2 separate regions of the Sus scrofa genome follow, and region 1 is linked to region 2. The links are chromatin contacts, called in public HiChIP or PLAC-seq maps. All regions are on one chromosome and are shown on one strand. The core of a region is the stretch at or near the end of the contact, and the rest is flanking DNA. Distances in the headings are between cores, read along the strand shown.

What was found. HiChIP or PLAC-seq counts read pairs in DNA pulled down with a chosen protein or histone mark.
Region 1: an H3K27ac HiChIP or PLAC-seq map of skeletal muscle shows a contact between it and region 2. The contact joins two enhancer-like sites. A contact is called at or near these places in 3 of 47 Hi-C or Micro-C datasets (heart right ventricle and skeletal muscle) and 1 of 2 datasets of contacts at active chromatin or transcription factors (skeletal muscle).

The regions. Positions count from the first base shown.
Region 1 is chr2:116,618,036-116,623,014 of Sscrofa11.1, forward strand. It overlaps MCC (colorectal mutant cancer protein), which reads left to right. Exons shown (of 19, transcript XM_021084624.1): 5 at 4,369-4,511. Among named protein-coding and RNA genes, the nearest start is that of TRNAE-CUC, 170 kb to the right of the region's middle. Within about 2 kb of position 1,921, at least 3 of the 83 cell types and tissues checked have an H3K27ac peak or open chromatin away from gene starts, as enhancers often do. A contact at or near this core is called in skeletal muscle, where this site is marked.
Region 2 is chr2:116,519,946-116,524,490 of Sscrofa11.1, forward strand. The region is part of intron 3 of MCC (colorectal mutant cancer protein); the gene reads left to right. Among named protein-coding and RNA genes, the nearest start is that of MCC, 240 kb to the left of the region's middle. Within about 2 kb of position 2,761, at least 4 of the 83 cell types and tissues checked have an H3K27ac peak or open chromatin away from gene starts, as enhancers often do. A contact at or near this core is called in skeletal muscle, where this site is marked.

The DNA of each region.
Region 1 (4,979 bases), core at 671-3,170, 97 kb after region 2:
TTCTTTATACATGGTCATAAGTTAATAAAGTTTTAAGAATAGCGATGTGAAGGGATGGTTGAGTAAAGGAGCCCATACCAAGGTGATAGGGAAGGCAAAGGGCTTGTGTGTTGGTTTTCTACTGCTGTGTAACAAATTGCCCCAAACCTACTGGCTTAAAACAACACACATTTTTCATCTCACTTTTCTGTGCATCAGAAGCTCAGGCCTGGCTTACCTGGGTCTTCTGCTGCAGTCAGGGTGTTAGCAGAGCTGAATGCTCATCTAAATGCTCAACTGGGTAGGAGTTCATCTCCAGACTCACTTATATCATTGAGGGGATTTCTTTGTGTGTGTAGGATTCATGGTAGCTTGCTTCCTCAAGGCCAGCAATGGAGAGAAAGATTCTAGAATAAATCTGCTGGCAAGACAGAGTCTTATACAGTGTCCTGCTGTTATGGCAGGGACATGCCATCACCCTTGCTGCACTGTGTTAGATAGAAGGCAGTCACACATCCCACCCAGGCTTGGTGAGATGGTATCACATAAAGGAGACACAGGGATGGTAGGAGCACCTTAGAGTCTGTGTCCATCACAGCTTCCTGGGGGACTTGATGAACGTCACCACTATTACCTTATACCCATAGTGATCATCACCACACTTGAGCTCTCTTTTGTGCCAGGCAGCATGGCAGGCACTCCACATGCTTGATCTCACTGAGTTCTCATGATGATCCTTCATGTAGATGGTATTAGCATTCCCATTCTACACATGAAAAAATTGAGGTTTAGGTACTTTGAATATCTTGCCTGGGGTTCTGTAGTTAGGAAGCACCGAGAATCAGGTTTTGAATCCAGGTTTTATGGAAATCCCTTGCGATACGAATCCTGTGTCGTGCTTTAAGCTGCCCAGGCTCCCCAGAGGGAATCCCATCGAGGGTAGGGGACTAGGGCACAGGTTGGTTTGGTTTAAATCTCTCTCCCCTCCCAAATCTCTCTCCCCTCCCACGTGAAACTGGTGCATGCATTTGCACCCATAGGAAACAGCCTCATGGGGAGCAGCCTGGTGGGAAACTGGCAACGATCATATAGTGTACTGATTTGTTGCTTTCAGCATGTTTCCTCTTTATTTAGTACCAACAATTATTTTAAAAAACTGCATTTTTTAAGAAGAACTACCAAAGGCAGTATATCAAAATGAGTGTCTTCCTATTGACCCTTGGAAATCGATCAGTGGTAAGTAATTCAGAACACCTTCTGTTTCTGAGCTCTCTAATTTTAGAAAGCAAAGATTCTGAATTTTTTACCTCTTGGCATTTAGGATGAAAACGTACACTGTTTTCATTAAATGCAGTGGCGAGGGCGTCTTCTTTTTTCTTTGTCTTGTGTGGGCTACAGATGGAGTTTGAATGCCTTCTCTTGGCCAGGCTCCACCCCACCCCACCCCTGTTCCTTTCTATTTGTTTACTCTTTGGGACACCACTTTGTCTGTGTTATTTTGTCACTGGCATTTCCATTTGTGCTGGGCCTCTTTGTTTAGTTGGCTTGGTTCCTTAGCCTACCCCTTGGGAGAACCCAGGCATGGACTTAGAATGAGGTTAGAAATATCCTGTGTAGTCCAGTTGTGACTTGCGATCAGTCCCATGTGACCCTGTGGCGCTACTTCTTAGCATGTTTGCAAAGGCAGTGGTGCTGACCCCTTGCCCATTTGGTCGAGAGGGTTAACAAATGAATGATGGCATTGCATTTTTCAAGAATGGCGTTTCTAATACTCTTAGGTTTGACAGCTGAGACTAATGTGATGATTAAAGATCAGTGGCCTCTGTGGAGTAAGATAAAACCCAGTGAAGAACATTAACCAAACCATAAAGCTCCTTAGCAGACCCATGCTGCACACTGCACAGGATTTTTCCAACAAGAGCTCAGGTTCTCGGGCCAGTCTGTCTCAAGGCTGACTCACAGCCTTATCCCTGGACTTCACCAGTTGCAGAGATGAGCCTAAAGGGTTTTATTCTTGGTGGTTGTAATGATGATATGGCTTGTTTTTATTAAACATTTTTGCTTATAGGCATTTTCACCAATTTATGGTGCTAGACACAAGTATTTATATAGGTTTTAAATTTGCTTCATCATCATGTTAGGAGAGCTAAAACCTAGGGGAAACGCTCAGGGTATGTATTAAGCACTGGATGAGATTCAGGAACAGCAGAATTCTATTGTTTTTTATTTTTATTTTTACTTTTTTGTCTTTTTGACTATTTTCTAGGGCTGCACCCACAGCATATGGAGGTTCCCAGGTAGGGGGTCCAATCGGAGCTACAGCTGCCAGCCTACACCACAGCCACAGCAACGCAGGATCTGAGCCGCATCTGCAGCCTACACCCTAGCTCACAGATACTGTCTACGAGACACTGTCATTTTGTGGATTTCTGTTGTTTCTTTTCAAGTGTGATGGATCATATATGGAAAGGCCTAATTACATAGGAAGAGGTATTTTTCCCATTTTATTTTGTTTATTTTATATTGTAGTATAGTCGATTCACAGCGTTGTTAGTTTCAGGTGTACAGTGAAGTGATTCAGTTATACGTATACATATGTTCATGCTTTTTCACGTTCTTTTTCCATATAGGTTATTACAGTATATTGAGGAGAGTTCCCTGTGCTATATAGTAGGTCCCTGTCAGTTACATATCTTATACATAGTATAAAATATTTTATACACAGTGTGTGCATGTGAGTCCCAAGAGTATTTGTGGCCTGTTACAGCTTCGGTCTGGTTCGGAGGGCTTCCGTGCAGATGGAACTTTTCACTCTGCCCTCCTCTTTGCCTCTGGTTCCACGTACTTCATGTGTGTTGGATGTTGAGCAGAGGTTATTTGATGTGTCAGCTTGTCACTAAGAACAGTTCACATCACTCGTTCTCTGCAAGTCACCATCTCACAAAGGCTTGTGACACAGGTTCCACAGCCTGGTCACCTCCAGTCTCATTTCTGGAGCACCCAGGAAGTTACTACATTCATATTAATCAGCTGTTGTTTCTAGGTGTGGCCCCTGCTGTGATTTCTACCAGCGTATTTATCAGATTTGCTGAGTACTTCTGTTTCATTGTTGAGTTGGGCTTAGTGGAGCGTTCTGTTTATTTTTGAAGGCTTTGTGTCCCTGCCCAGGAGCTTCTGGGCAACACCATTGGAAGCCTAGCCCTGAGGGCAAGGGGAGGACCTTGGAGGTGGTGGGTACAAAGTCTTATCCTTGCCTGCCTGCCACTGACCCCACAATTGCAAAGCTGGCAGGTACAGGGGGCTCTTGGCATTAGGAAAACCTTGCTGGAAATGAAATTAACATTCCTCTGCTGGACAGGAAATTAATCAGGGCCGTACACAGTAGGCAGGAACAGGAGCTAGACTCCCTGTTCTCTCACCTACTAGTGTTTTTATTCTTATGTAAATGAGATTAAATGCGCAGTAACTGGTGAGGGGCTAGGAGGAGGCAGAGCAGTGAAAGAAATGAGCAGCTTCCTTAGGATTTAAACTTGAGCTACAAAAAATGTTTACAGCATCTGCTGCTTCTTAGTTCGTCAAATGCTGAGCAAGGGAAGCATCCGGCTTCTTTTGTCATTGCCTCTGCATAGCAGCTTTCTCGATGGTGTGATCCACTGCAGTTTATCCATCCCATCGCCCTTCGAGGTCACCCACCTTGAACCAGACTTGTGCTCAGGCTAAGTCCTGAAAAAACCTAGCCTCTGCCTTCCCAGAGTTTATAACCTGGAAGGAAAGGATATTGGAAAGCCTTCTGTCTGCAAATAGCCAGCCAGATAAGAAATGGTATCATACAATTCAGGATTACTTCGTTGAAAAATAGCCGAAACATAGCCCAGCAAATTTCAGCAGAAAAGGAATGAATTGTTCAAGGAAAAACTGAGCAGCTGTCAAGAAACTTGGGAAGGAAGCTCCGGGGAGAGAGGTGACAGGAACTAAGGGGCCATCTCATCAGGACTGACCTCGGTCAAGTGAATTGGACCTTGGATCCATTCACTCAAGATTCGGATTCCAAAACAAGGTATCTGATACATCTAGCATGGGCCACTTGCCCACTTTTTGGCTGAAGACTTGGATGGTGCCGCAAAGATCGTGCACCATGGCAGAGGGGGACCTGTCCCCAAGGAGCAAATGAGAGCTAGAAAGGTAAAGACTTGGACGTCCCCTAGGGGCTGTGTAGAGTTGAGTCGTTGACGTGTCTTCTGGGGTTCATGGCCGATGAGCAGGTATATGTTTATTTGGGGGCATACTCGGCATTGCAGTTGTGATGGTTTGAAGCTGTAAGACTTAAGAGTCTCTCATCCATGGGTGCATCTGCTCACTGGCACTTCTGTCTTGTTCTCTCGACCCCAGTGTGAGCAGTCCCACCTCATGAGAGAGCATGAGGACGTCCAGGAGCGAACGACACTTCGGTACGAGGAACGCATCACTGAACTCCACAGCATCATTGCGGAGCTCAATAAGAAGATAGACCGTTTGCAAGGCACCACCATCAGGTAGTCCGGTCCATGTCAAGGCTCTCGCTCCATCTCTCTGGGCGGTAACCTGGGTCCTGACCTTGAAGTCCCTCCTATGAATTACAACAATGTTTTGTTTGTAACTCAGACTTTTATAGTTGCTCAGTATTGTCTCTTTACTTTGTTAACTATCTGCTTTCTTCACCATATTCTCTTCCGACCTTGATCCTCATGGTAACCCTAAAAGGTAGACAGGGTGGGAGTTGTCATCCTCACAGTTAAGTGAGATGCTTTATCAACAAGTTCTAAATGGAGCCCCCCCCATCTCTGTCTTCAAGATTAGCATCCTCACCCCCTTTTTATGCACCAGGTCTGCTCTCACTATACAAATGCTGGTGCCTTCCTTGGGGATTTGGAGAGATTTATGAATGTGGCTTTTAACTAGGCATTACATAGGCTTCTAGATAATCTAATAATATTTTGAGCTCACCTCAAGTTGACTTACCA
Region 2 (4,545 bases), core at 1,511-4,010:
TCCATTTAATCCATGGTTAAAAAAAAAACAAATCTCAACCCTCCTTCCTTTCCAGGTCCTGTTTGCACTGCCCTCATACAAGCTGCTGCATCCCTTATACCATCCTCTCAACCAGTTGTCCTGTTGGAGGCTTGGTGCTGCCACCAGAGTGACTTGATTTGATACTCAGTGCCATTATCAAATGCCCCCTCAAGGGCCCAGGTTGGGGGTGGACCTTGGTGAAGTAGGGTGGCTTGAAGGGGGACAGATGCTTCTCAACTCTGAGAATCATGGACTCCGTATGGTCCCGTCATCGTAAGAGAAGCCCCGAACCCAAATTTGTATGTGAATCCCGAGTTTTAACTTTGGTAATGGATGTTTCAAAAACAGATCATGCTCATGGGCACACGAGCCCTTCCGTGAGAAGCCTCCTGCTTGCCTCCACCCCCCATCTTCTTGCACTTCCTGTTTCACACTTGAAGCTGCCCCTGCAGCTGGTGGTTTTTCTATGCATCCATTGTTATACCTGTGCCCCCACCCCAGTTAGTGAAGTCCTGGCTGCCTGCAATGCATGCTTTGACCTCCTCACATCCTCCTATTTGGCCTGGCACAGCCCTCCTACCTGAGATTTGTAGGAAAATATCTGAGCCCTAGGCACTGAAGTGATGGGTAGAATGTATCTTCTTTGTCTTCACTGCCTTCTCTTTGCAGCCTCTCATTGGCTCAGGGGTCATAACCCCAAGGGCTTGTCCCTGAAGACTCCTCCAAACTACCCTAGCACAATTCCGCACCAAAATCTCACATGTATGGATGTTTCCACACCAGCAAGCATTTCTCAGACACCAGCTGGGTGTCCTACAATTCAACTCAATTCTGACACTGTCTACCCAGACACAGCATCAGACTCCACAGGTTAAGGGCTCAGTCCCACAAGGCTGCCCTCCGTGGTCAATCCCAAGTTCAGGTTGTTTTCTGTGCATCCGATTGACTGGCTGTCACTCAAAGGTTTCCATGATGCCCGTCTTGGATTTGGTCCATTTGTGAGACTGGCTCACCTAACTCAGGAAAGCAGTTTATTCACCAGATGACTGGTTTATTATAAAGGCTTTCAAAGGATAGGAATCATTAGCCCGATGAAGGGATATGTAGGGCATGGAGCTTCCTTGCTCTCTGAGCATGCCACAGTCCTTAAATCTCTGTGTGTTCTGCAGCCCGGAACCCACTACACGCCCACAAGAATGACTACAACTAAAAAGACTGAATAGGACAAGGATTGGCGTGAACGTGGAGGAAACAGGGCTCTGATACCCCGCTGTTGTGCAACCAGTATTGCTTACCGCTTTAGAAAGCAGTTGGGCAGTTTCTTAAAATGTTCAGCATACACACTCTGTATCATCCATTTGTTCCAAACAGCTGGACATGAATGTTTGCAGCAGCTTTATTTGCAACAGCCAAAAGCAAGAACCAACCCAGATGTCCATCAGCAAGTGAATAGATAAGCAGAGGGTGTAATAGCCACACAGTAAAGTATACTCAGTAGTGTGAACTATGGATCCATGCAGCCTTGTGGATAAATCTCAAAATAATCATGCTGAGTGAAACAAACTAGGCAAAAAAAAAAAAAAAAAAAAAAAGTGCAGAGCGTATGAGATTCCATTTATAAAAAACGATAGTAATGCAAACCGATCTCTATTGACAGAAAGCAGATCAGTGATTGCCTAGAGGAAGCAGGAACAGGCAGGGGAACTTTTTGAGGGTCATTGGATATGTTCACTCTCTTGATTGTGGCAATTGTTTCAGAGGTGTAAATATGTCAACTTTTTTTTTTTTTTTTTTTTTTTTGGCCTTTTGGCTTTTCTAGGGCCTCTTCCTGCGGCATATGGAGGTTCCCAGGCTAGGGGTCTAATTGGAGTTGTTGTCACCAGCCTATGCCACAGCTGTAGCTACGCAGGATCCCAGCCACAGCTGCGACTTACACACAGCTCACGGCAATGTCAGATCCTTAACCCACTGAGTAAGGCCAGGGATCGAACTCGCAACCTCATGGTTCCTAGTCGGATTCGTTAACCACTGTACCACGATGGGAACTTCTGTCAACTTTTCTAATTGTCTGCTTAAAATATATGCAGGGATGTGTGTGTGTGTGGTGGGGGGGGGGAACTATTATGCCTCAAAACCAAAAAGTAAGATCCAGTATTTCTTTGATCTTGTCCATTGTCTAGAATACATTGTTGCTTATAATAGGTGCTTGTTAATTAACTCCCAAAATGAATTTCTTTCAAAAATAAAGTTGGGTGTGGAGGAGAGCAGACTAGGAAAAGGTGTGAAAAACTGCTGTAAGTTCTACAGTCTCAGCTTTCTCTCTTCACATGAAGGAAGGCTGGCTGGGACCACCTTTCCTTTTCAGCTCCTCTACTTGTCTTCAGTAGACTCGTTTCTGGAAGAAAAACTAAAAACAGAGCTGGTTTTGAGCTCCAATAGTTAGAACCTTAGGGTTGTACACCTTTGTGCCCAGAAGGGCCTTAATCATGTGAAGGCGAACTTGGCTTTTTATAGGCGCGTAAACCAGACCTGAAGCGTCCTAGAAGCCAGACTGACAGCGTTGTGTTGGCCTTCACGTACACGGCTTCACATTTCTTAGCTTTCCTGTTCACCCATTTGGTGTGGCAGATGTTTTCTCCAAGTCACATTGCCACTCCAGTTTGTTTTCCTGCCTGATTCAGAGAGTCGAGGAAGGTTAAGGAAACCTGAGTGATTGCTGAACCAAATTATTTATAGATTTTGATTCTATTTAATAACGTCCCTCTGTGTTTCTGCTGGAAATGACCTCAGTCACTTTGTCTCTGGATCTGGGTGTTGCTGTTTTTAAAGCCTTCGTGTGAAATGCAATAGACCAGAGAGCTCTTGATCAGGAGGGTTGGCTTTGTTTCAATCACTAACCGGGAGCATGCGCTGAACCAGTTTTTTGTTCTGGTGTGTCAAGGTTCCTCCCAAAAGCATTGTATAGAGCAGAAAGGGGTATAAGAAAAAGAATAAGAAGTGCTGTAAAATTTGGTTGTGGTGATTGTTGTACACCTATAAATGTAATAAAATTCATTAAGTAATTTAAAAAAAAAAAAAAAAGAACAAGAAGAACTGTCCTGCAGGTCAGTTTGGCTGGTTGAAGAGGGCTCAGTACCTTTATCACAACAGAACCAAACCTTCTGGACTGTGGTTTGAGGGACATGAAGTTAAGCCCTTAACTGTATTTACCTGGCCTTCTGAGACCTAAAATAATGTCTTTGTTGTGGAAAATTTCAGCCATATACAAAGTTGAGAAAATAGGTACACAGGGATTCATTAGACTGTTCCCCAGCTGGGACTGCTTATTAAAATTTTTTTGCAATTTTTTTTATTTTTTTGCTTTTTAGGGCTGCACTTGCAGCATATGGAAGTTTCCAGGCTAGGGGTCAAATCGGAGATGCACCTGCCAGCCTACCCCCACAGCTTCAGCAATGCCAGATCCTAGCCACGTCTGCGACCTACACCACCTTTCTCGGCAATGCCGGATCCTTAACCCATTGAGCGAGAGGGGATCGAACCCGCACCCTCATGCATACTTTGTTACCACTGAGCCCCAAAGGAAGCTCCTAAAATTTCAAAATAATGAGTATGTGGCTGTCAATAATGTGCTATGACTAATGCAGTGAGAAGTGATATCTTTTGTGAGATACTCATGTTTTAACCTCACATTTCTTCAAATAGGCTTTTTTGAAAATAAAAATATCGTGCTGAAACTATTTCTAGGTAAATTTGTGGATAAATATAACAGCTGATCCTTAGTGTGTTTTCATAGTTGATCCTTAATGCTAGTAACTTGCTGTTGGAAGCCAAATCCTAGCAGGAGTTCAGGCCCCGAGGAGAGGCCTCAGGGGCGAGTTCCTTGCCAGGGGCCGTTTCCGCAAACCTTCCTGTGCACAGACTGCACGGCACCTTCCAAACAATAGCTTCCAGACTTATTTGGCAACAGAACTCTTTGTTCAAATGAAATTTTCAGCATCCCAACATTGAAAACTGCCACAAAGATAAAAGCAATGAACAGGTTTCTTCCTTAGGCATTTTATTCCAAGTTTGACAGCAAATCCCTTATTGTTTTCAGAAACCTTATAAACACTTTCAGGAGGCAGAGAACAATTTCCAAACTGCTGTCTTGCTGCATTTCTCTCTTAGGAAGATTTTTAAAGTACCCTCTGTCCTCCTCCCATCAACACAAATCCCCACTAATTACATTTTATCCATCATCTGTTGAGAATTTCTGTGGATAATCTTCGTTCTAGATTATTTCCAAAGCTGGTTCTTGAATGTTGCCTTTTTTTATTGACGGGTAGTTATTCATTTAAAGATTTTATTACAAAGAGCTAAACTGAGGTTTCCTCGCATCTAAGTACATCTCGACTTGCACAGAAGATACCGCAAATCAAATGTTTAATTATTTTAAGTGCCTGAGAAGCCATTCATATTCTAAATGAATTCTGTAGTGGGTTCATTTGTAGTGTGGAAAAAAAAAAGCTTCCTAACTTATTTGAG